2 separate regions of the Cricetulus griseus genome follow, and region 1 is linked to region 2. The links are chromatin contacts, called in public Micro-C maps. All regions are on one chromosome and are shown on one strand. Each heading gives the region's core, a stretch centred on a gene start, on an enhancer-like site or on the middle of the called end of the contact. The rest is flanking DNA. Distances are from core to core; before and after follow the strand shown. Region 1 holds the start of Ptprm (receptor-type tyrosine-protein phosphatase mu). Region 2 overlaps Ptprm (receptor-type tyrosine-protein phosphatase mu).

Evidence for each region. Hi-C and Micro-C count contacts between places; a contact is called where the count stands out from the background.
Region 1: a Micro-C map of the CHO-K1 cell line shows a contact between it and region 2, with 7 times the contacts expected there. The contact joins the promoter of Ptprm here to the enhancer-like site in region 2. A contact is called at or near these places in 2 of 8 Hi-C or Micro-C datasets (the CHO-K1 cell line and the CHO-S cell line).

What each region holds. Positions count from the first base shown.
Region 1 is chr2:456,236,033-456,240,828 of CriGri-PICRH-1.0, forward strand. It overlaps Ptprm (receptor-type tyrosine-protein phosphatase mu), which reads right to left and starts at 1,992. Exons shown (of 31, transcript XM_027397791.2): 1 at 1,232-1,992. The coding sequence starts at 1,304.
Region 2 is chr2:455,562,401-455,567,331 of CriGri-PICRH-1.0, forward strand. The region is part of intron 30 of Ptprm (receptor-type tyrosine-protein phosphatase mu); the gene reads right to left. All of the region lies in intron 2 of LOC103159579 (a long non-coding RNA gene), which reads left to right. Among named protein-coding and RNA genes, the nearest start is that of Rab12, 130 kb to the left of the region's middle. Within about 2 kb of position 1,996, at least 1 of the 6 cell types and tissues checked has open chromatin away from gene starts, as enhancers often do. A contact at or near this core is called in the CHO-K1 cell line, where this site is marked.

The DNA.
Region 1 (4,796 bases), core at 742-3,241, 670 kb after region 2:
AGTCAAACCTGATGCTTTCACTGACCAGAGGTCTATGTGGCTTTCACATTTGTAAACGTAATCTTACTTTAATGAAAGTTCCCTTCGCAAAAAAAAAAAAAAAAAAAAAAAAAAAAAAAAATAAGCCCAATTTACTCAGCCACCCCCTCCCCGAAAAAAAAAACATAGAACCCCATTTTGTAACTCCTGTTCAGGTCAAATGCAGCCTTTTTATTAAAATAAAAATGCAAATCACCACTGACACCATTGTGTGTGGACATTCACGAAACTAACGAACACGACAAAGCGTGCGCGTGTTGTCAGCGTTTGCCAAGCATCCACGTGTGTCCTCTTGGGACAGAAGATCCTAGAAGTAAGCCCTGGGACTGGGTGCCAGCTTCGGTCTCGCGCCTGACCCCTGACTCCTCTCAAAGACCCTCCATTTCCACCAAGAGCTCCTCAGGGCTCGCAACGCCTGGCTGTGCGCAGCCTCAGGCTGGCTTGGTGCACACAGCCTGTCCCCTCGGTTCAGCTGAGACCCCCCCCCCCCCCCCGCAGCCCGGCGGGGTTAGCAAGTTGCCAAGGCCGCGGCAGCCCTCCAGTAGGGAGGCCGAGGCTGGGTTCCGGGCGCCCAGCCACAGTGGCCAGGGCTAGGGGAGCTACAGATTCCTCTAGGGTCGCGGAGACCTCCCGCGGCGCAGATAGGGAACCGCTGTCACAGCGTAGCCGCGCAACCGCGGGGACCCGCGGAGGTCGCCCACCGAGCCGGGCAGGGGGCAGCAGGGAGGTCAGGCTTCGGGAGAACGCCCGCTATACCACGGGTTCCGGAGATCGCCGCGGGCGCAGCCAAGCACCCGAAGCCCATGCCCGCCGCCACCGGGGTCGAGAGGCCCGCGCAGCGCCTACTCCCGGCGGCTGCAGCTGGGAACTTCAGGCAAAGTTTTCTGCCGCTCCTGCCCGGGCGGCCCAGGGACTCGGAGCCCGGAGCACAAGTCCAGGCCCTGAGGTGACAGGGGCCGAGATGGGGGTCCGGGCTCCTGGCTTGTCCTGCGGGCTGCAGCGTGCGCTGCACGGGTCTTCGGGGCTCGGCGGCGGCTGCTTTGCCTCCGGCCATCGGCCAGCCCGGCTCACCCGCTAAGCGATGCCGGGTCCTGCGCGCCCCAACCCGGCCCCGAAGCTCGCCTCGGACTCTCCCACCCGGGGAACGCTTACGTCCCATGCACCCTGGCAACGGCAGGGGCGGCCGGCTTACCTGAAAACGTCTCCCCGGCCGCAGTTAGCAAAAGTCCAGCCAAAGTCACCAGGCAAGTCCCAAGTGTCCTCATGGTGCTGAGTGCGCGCCGGGCCGCCTCGGAGCGGCGGCGGCCGCTAGACGCGGGAAGCCGAGGGGGACGCGAGCCTACACCGCAGGCTGCCAGGGTAGTCGCTCCAGCAGCGAAACACCCGATCCCAAAGTGGCAACAGTTGCACAAGTCCGAAGTCCCGCGGTTCCGGGGCCTGGGGACCGTGTTCTGGGTCCTCCTGCCCTCCCTCTGGCCCCCGCTTGGAGTCTGGCGCCGCTGGGAGAGGGAGCGGAGGGCGCGTCCGCCGAGCCCAAATCCTCGCTGGGATCCGGCGCTGCGCCCGCCGAAGCGCTGCCCCTGCTCGGGACCGAGCCGCCCGCGGCGCCGTGGCCGTGGCCGTGGCCGCGATCGCGCGCTTGCAGCCCGCCTCCTCTGCTCCCGCAGACCCAGCCACCTCGGGCGGCGGCGCGCCGAAGGCCGAGCCCACGCCGGCTGCGCGCGGGGCTCCTGCTCCGCGACTGACTGGCGGTGCCCCGCAGGCCGGCTGGAAGGAGCCCACGTCACGGCCGGGCCGGAGCCGCCGCGGCCCGCTAGAGGGCGCGAGCGCCCGTGTCCCCGGCCCGGGGCCAGCTCGGCCTGCGCGGCGCCTGCGGGCTCCGTGGGGCGGCCACCGCCAAGATGCGGGCGCGACCCAGCGGGCAGGAGCAACCGCCCGGGGCGCCACCCTGGACCCTAGCTCGCCCCGGCAGCGCCTCGGGTTTCCCACGCTGGCCTCAGGGACCGCGACCGCGCCCCAGCCAGAAGTTTGTCCCGGGTCACCGGAGGCGAGCAGGAGTTGGAGCGCGCCAGGCACGGGGCGGCCGTGTTCCCGGCGGCGGCTGCTGGCTTGCGAGCGTCGGGAAGGAGCGAGAGCCGCCAGCGCCCTGGGCCGCTCGATCAGCAGCTTGCAAGGGGCACGCTCGCTGCCGTGCCCGAGCCTTGCGCCCGGGAAGCCGAACGCGCTTCTGCCGCTCCACTGCGTCCTGTGGCCGCTAGAGTGGGGCCCGGAGCTCGCAAGGCAGCAGTCGCAAGGAACCAGGGGTTGGGCAGAACTGGTGATTTCTGTGTCTGATGGAAATGGAGAGTGAATCAAACAATGTCTTGATATAATTTTAATTTGAGATCCGATGTGACTGTTAAGAGAACAAGAATGCTACCAATGATTAAGTTTAAAGCAAAATTCAAGTTTTTATTGCAATTCTGTGGGGTTTTTCGTTTTGGTTTTGTTTTTGTTTTTGTGGTTCTTCATCTTGCTCAGAGTAACCCCATTGGGGCACCTGTTGGGCTATTTACCAACCCAACTGCAGGCAATCGTGTTTAAATTAGGATCACAATTTGTGTTCTAACTGATAACACTTAAGTAGGTTAGTGCCCAGTGCCCGGAGCCTGAAGCTCTGCCCGCTGCTCCCCCCGGGAGGATGCTCTGCTAGGTTGTCACTTGCTCTGTGTTGTTTCAAAGGCCAAAGAAATAAATGAACCCCGCAGGCCTGTAGTTGAAGGTGGGGCCCACAACCAGCCGATGATGACTTTCGCTTTCAATCATCTCCCAGAGCCAGTGTGGACACCCAGAGGACTTCTGTGTCTGCCAGGCCAAACGCATTCCGAGTAGAGTATTTTCTTTGGGAATTCTATTCAGGAGGTCCTCCCTGTGAGGCCCTTCCTTTAGAAGTCTCCACGTAAATGACTTGTTTAACACCATCCAAATCACCTTTTGCCTTTATCCGATAATGAGCCTGCCTGCAGGGGGCGGGGGGAGGGAGGGGGGCTTATCCTGAACTTGGAAGGGAAATTCTGAAGTCTCATACTCACTGCAACAGAATCAACAAGTGACGAGGTCTAACCCGGCCTTTTTGTTGAAATTATACTTCATTAGATGTGTCGAAATTGCTTTTTGAAAGTGAATGATGACAGATCCCTCCACCCCTGACATTTTGATGCTGGTAGGAGCATCCATAAAAAGGCACACACAAAAAAAATGTAGTCTCAGTGTTTCCAAGTATCTTCAAATCCGATGAAGAGTTCGATGAAGAGTTTGATATCAGGTAACATTTCATTCATCCTGTGTTACGTGCTTTCAATCAACCTTCAACAACCTTCATTGGACCTCAAGCCACTGAGGCTGTGTTAGCTGCTGATGGCTGCTTTAGGCTGGTGATGACACCCAACAAAGAGAGAAAAGAACCAGGGGACCACAATGAGGACAGTGCGTGACTGTGGCCATCTGGCCTCAGTCCTCTGGGTTTCCTGGACTTGGGCATCCAACTGCTAGGATAGAAACACCTATCCTAGAACTCCGAAGAACCCCTGTTTCTTCCCCCATTACTTAAAGCCTCATGCCCATGCCAGCTCTGTGAATTTCAGTTGTTCCTCTGTTCTCCCAGGTGACAGTGCTGAGGGACCTGCTCAGCTTCCCTGCCATCCACATTTCAAAGAGTGGTGGGAATTTGCCTGCAGCCTCCTCTGACTCCTGCTTATTTACTATCCCTTGCAGGTGACTGCTCAAAGCCACCTTTGGTCTAAATAAAAAGAAAATAAGTAGTCAGGACTCCTCAGGGGGATATCCCTGCAGGAATCTCCCCAGGGGTTTTGTCTTTGACTTGTGCTTTCTGCTGAAGAGATTTCTCTGTTGAGTCTAACTACCACTTGTCACTCGGTTGTCTCTGGGGACAAAGTTGACATTTGCAGAGTCGGTTGGCCAAAGTGAGGAGTGCTGTCAGGCCAACTTCTAAGATGAGTGGGTTCTGAGAGAATGAAAATGAAAGTCCACTCAGCTGGTGTTTTCAAAGATTAATAAACCTGGCAGAGGTGTCGTCCTAATACAGCTCAAAAGAGAAGAAAGAGAACCAAATTGCAGCATAAGAAAGCTCATGGGTTGTTTCTTTCCATTCTTCTTCTTTTTCTTTTTTAAACAGAGGAATTGGTGGGAATTAAACTCGGGGCTTCAAATATGTTCTGTACATGTGCGTATAGCTCTGTGCTACTCAGATCCTCCAAGGCCCAAGGGAGAGGAGACCATCTGGGTTCAGTAGTCAGCAGGGCCACTGGCTGAGCTGTGCAGGGACACTACTTTGACCACAGTGATTCTATTTCTAATTCTGTTCCAGATCCTTAAAAGTCAAAATGTAAATGAAAACAGATCTGACTTGCCTGCAACTCTTCTACCCAGACTTTGCAGGTTAACCACACGCAGAAAGTTGCTAAGACATCCCAAGTACCCTGTAGGGAGGGTTCCTCGGCAGCCACTTAAGTGGGATCCAAAGGAAAAGAGATGTGAATTGTTCTCAGGCTCTTCTTTTCTCTCTGGCCCTCCCTGAAATAATAACTCATAGTTAGGTTTTTGTCCAGATCACAAAAGTGTGTTTTGGTGTATACAGGTCACACAACAATGTGATCTCTTGATCAAAGTATGTGAGGAAATTGGGAGGAGACAGTTCTGGGTTTGGAACCCCGTGGCTTGCACAATGGTGTTTTTTCTCAAAGCCCCATGTAAACTCC
Region 2 (4,931 bases), core at 746-3,245:
TAGAATTTTATTTTTCCATCTTTTAACTTTCAGGTGGTGTGTCTATTTACTGATGAGATGGTACTATTGGATAACCTAAAAATAACCCCATTTACTCTATCTGTATCTTTTAATTAGGGAACACGTCCGTCTGTATTCATGGTTATAGTTGATCAGTAAGGACGTACTCATACCATCTGGATGATTTTCTTCTATGTGCTTTAAAGAGTCTATGTCTTTTTCTTGCTTCTTATCCTTGTTGGCCTGGAACATGGTGTGTACCTCATCTTGAACTTGCAATCCTTTTGCCTCTCCGAGAGTTGGGGACACAGGCCTGTGCCACCATACCCGCCTCTCATGTTCACCTTTGTGATTTGATATACATTGTACAGATAATACCTGATTCCTTTACATTTCTCTTCTGTAGACCTGTTCTCCTGTTGGGATTCACCACTTTGATGATGGTAGTTATTTTTCTTTCGCATCTGGATGTTGAGCTCCACTAAGCATCTTTTGTAAGGCCAGGAACAGTGATCATGGACCTCCAAGTCTGATTTTTCTTTTTGTTTCTTTTTTCGAGACAGGGTTTCTCTGTGGCTTTGGAGGCTGTCCTGGCACTTGCTCTGGAGATCAGGCTGGTCTCAAACTCACAGAGATCTGCCTGCCTCTGCCTCCCGAGTGCTGAGATTAAAGGCATGCGCCACCAACGTCCGGCTGATTTTTCTTTGAAGCATTTTATTGCTATTTATGAATGGTAGCCTTGCCAGGCACAGGATTCTTGGTCAGAAGTTCTTCTCTTTGAAGTACAGGAATGGATTATTTTTAAGTTTTGCTCTTACAGGATGTAGAGGTGTGGTATGGCAGATGGGTGAAGGAAAACGCATGGAGGAAGTCAGCTTTCTCCTTCCACCATGTGGGTTCTGGGACGGAACTCAGGTCGACAGCCTTGACAGCAAGTGCCTTTACCTGTTGGGCCAACTCATTAGCCTGGCAATTATGCTGCAATGCTGGCCTTATCTCTGCATGGACACCACAGTGCAGAAAGCTTCTATAGAGCATCTTTGGCTGGGCCGGATGCCCTCTTTGGCCTAGTACAGACCATGGCAGAGTCAGAGACACCTACTGACTCTTGTGGCCACGTGGAATAGAGATACTTTAGTAGTGTAAGTAGGTGTGCTGTAGACAGCAGTGGGTATGGGGCGCTCTAGGTGAAGCTACTGCTGTAAGAACAGGAGCTCCGACGGGTGTGGTGAGCATTTCCTCTGGCACCGTAGTGAACCGACACCAGCAACTGCTTCTGGCATTGGCAGCCCTGGTGGTGCAAGAGGCCTCAAGCTCTGGTCCTCCAACGTGGGAGGTGCCAGTCCACATGATTGGAGGGGCAGTGATGGAGCCTGTGTGGCCCTCTGCAGTGCTCACCCACAGAACTGACGGCAGGGCATGGGATGTGGGGGGACCAGAAGTCTCTCCAACGACCTGTGCTTCTCTTTGCCTTTGCTTTTTTAGACCCTTGAACTGGAAACGCTGTCACCCTCCACAAAGTCCTATTTCTGGTTCCTAGTCTATGATTGATTATTTTAGCACTGGATGATTTTATTTCCAGAATGTTTAAAAGGAGCAATTTGAATTTCAGAATTCTAAGAGGCCGTTTTGTCGGACTGCCATGCTGACAAATTGGCCACCAAGTGCTCCAATCATCTCTCCAGTTTCTGTGAATCCTGGTGATTTTTTTTTCTTATGGAAATGTAATCCCTCATTGCATAAAAAATGATTCTTTTCAGATCTAACTGTGCAATTAGTTTCAGTGACTACGCAAACGGTCCCTTTATATATTCAAACACGGTTAGTAGGGACTCTTGGCTGCTGGCCTCAGGTCACAACAAAAGGTGTGGGGACTCCTGAGGGATTTTAGGTTTCTATGCTAAGGTGCTGTGGCCCAGTGGTCCCCAGAGCTGCCCTGTCTCAGGCATGACTATAATTTTTAAAATGAGTTTCCCTTCTCCCATCTCATCCATCCTGAGAAAGCTGCCAATCCCCATAGATTCTGTGATGACCGGTTTCTGAGTCATAAAAACAAGGGGAAGGCAAAGAAAGGCCACAAATTGCCATGTCCCCTCCTCCACGCACCTGGGAAAATGCCTCAAATCTTCCTACATTGGAAACTGATTACACTTGATCACCAGGTACAGCCCTGTCCTCTGCAGCTTCCTCCCACAGCTCCCCTGCTTCTGAATGGTATAATTAAGCCACATGAGCTATCCCAATGCTTCTGAGAAAGTGTGTGTGTGTGTGTGTGTGTATGCATGCCTTGGTCCTGAGTTTTCCCAACTCAGACCACAGCTGCTGGCTCAGGTATGCAGTGCTTAGTCTTCAGCAGAGGTTCAGCAGGGTCCCATCCCCACCACAGCCATTTGCTATTCCTCTCAAGACTCTTATTCTGACTGGCTGTGGCCCCTGTGAAGAGAGAGAAGTGACTTCTAAAATGGAACCCAAAGCTGAGGTCATTCTTTAAAAGTCCTAGCAGGTGGCTGGCTGAGCACGGGAGTCACAAGCTCAGCGCTCCTGAGGGCAGTTCTGAGGCATCCCGTGAAGGCTGGCACTGTGCCTTTGTCAGCACACATTGCCTGTGCTGGAGGAGCTGTGGGGAGTGGGGTGGGGTGGGGGGGTGGCGCACAGTCAGTCTGGGTGGCACATCAAACATCGCATGTCAAGTGCTCAAGACTCAAAAGAGAATAGTCTGTTCAGCTTACCTGAAGCAAACCTCCCTCCCTGAGGTAACGTGTCTGAAATTCAGACACATTTCATAATGGCTATGGGACACTTATAGTTGGAAAAATCTTCCTGCTGGAAAAATCTTCCTGCTAGGAAGCTGGAGATGGCTGGTTCACGGCAGGTCACATTGGTGACCATCCTCTCTGTACTAGGGAGACTGTCAATCCTCACAGCTACTCAATAGACAGGGACTGAGACCTTGTCGTCCAGCTTTGGAAACCATCTGACTACCCATCACACTGAACTTGGAAATGGCCACACCGAGTCAGGGCTCAGTTTTCTGGAGCTAACTTGAAGGGCGAGTCTGGTACCCACCCTAAGCTGCCCCGTGGGCTCTACTTTCCTGCCTGCTAACTCTGTTTTACAGGATGGGCATTGCCTAGCTATACTCCTAGATTAAATTTAGCTGTCATTTTGACACGGTTCAATGGGTTTCAATATTTACAGAGTGGAGCACAAGGTAAATTCCAGCGTATCTCCAACCCTGTGCCAGGCGGCAACCTTTCCTTCCCCTTTCTAGCCCTCAACAAGCACGACTTTCCTTTTGGCCTTTATAATGTTACCTATTGAGGACATTTTGTACCCATTTGCCTACCCCAACAGGCTTGCTCCTCTGCCCCATGTTAAAGATGAAGGGCACCGATGCTCACTGAACTGTCCCTAGCATGTGGCTGGTGCCCAAAACTCACAAGTGGTTGCAGAGCAAGGCATGGCTTTTGGAGGTGGGCTTTCACGGTGCAGTTGCAGGTGTCGATGACGACCAAGCCTGGCCCCTTGTGGAAACCGTGAGAAGGCCCAGGGGCCTCTATTTGGGTGGGGATTGTCAGGTCCAAAAGAACAACCCCCCCCCCCCGGCCCCCACACACAGATGGCTAACTGTGGAGCCTATTAGCAGAGCAAAGCACATGCTGGCATCTAGGCTTTCTCAGCAAGTACCTGTCACAGAGTCCCATGCTGGCAGGCTCTGCTGTCAGCTGTTTTTACCCCTCCTACCCTAAACTCTAGCTCATGGCCCTCCCTTCCCACGGCCTCTCATTCCTGTATAACCCCGCCGTTTCAGCCATGTGCCTTCTAGATTCTTTGCCTTCTTGTCTCTCTGTCATGGCCCTCCCCCTCCTGCTCCCCACCATGGCCCTGTTCAGTCTGCTGGCCATGTTCAGTCTACTACTTGCTCTCTCTGCTCTGGACTCTTCCAGATGCCTCTGGCTGTTCTCTGCCTGATATCAACAATAGAAATTATCCCCTCAGCCGTACTTCCATTTTGTATAGGGATCTGACCAATCTCACCCGGATTTCAAGAGGTATAAAGCTCCAGGGGACATACAGCTCACGAGCAGAGTGTGTATTTTCCTGAAAGGGCAGCTTTGCCACAGACAGGACACTTAGGGAGTCAGAGGCCCAGCCACTGACTTCTGGTTAAGGCTCTGGGCGGGCAGACAGTACTATTCCCAGAGGCTGCTGGTTGAGGCAGAGCCCAGCAAGGAGGGCAATGCTGAGGGAAGCCACTGTTTTCCTGCAGCTCCGGCAGCTTCAAGGCCACTGTCTCCAATTCCAGACAGGCAGAGTTGTCCTTGGTTCGTTCTGGGGACCCAGAACCTAGGGATGGTGACAGGGCAACTTAAGCAGATGGTTAACTTAGAAGCCAGGCTGAATGGGGTCAGAATAGAAAAATGTTCTAACCTTATATTCTAAATTACTATTTTTATTGTGTGTGCCCACATGCATGTGCACACAGAGGCCAGCATGTCAGATCTCCTCTTTCTTTCTCTCCCTTATTCCTTGAACACAGTGCCTGTCTCTCCCTGAATGTGTGCTCTTTTGGCTAGGCTGGAAGCTAGCAAGCCGCAGAGATTCTCCTGTCTCTGTCTCATACAGTGCAGGGGTTACAGGCACTTCTGAGACCCTGCGTGTGTTATAGACGCTGGGACCTAACTCAAGCTTCACGCTTGTGCCACGAGTGCTCTCAGTCACTGAACCATCTCTGTAGCCTTTGTATTCTAATTTTATTCCTAGAAATCATTCTTTCTCCTAAACCCCCAAACTGAGAATGTGAGGAAAGAGATGTCTAGGATACTCTAGCTATCCCGGAGAGTGCCAGGCTGATTAGCTCAGAAACATGCCCCGAGCCTTCTGGGACATACTCATTCTTCAGAGATGCAGCTCACACATTCAGTATCCGT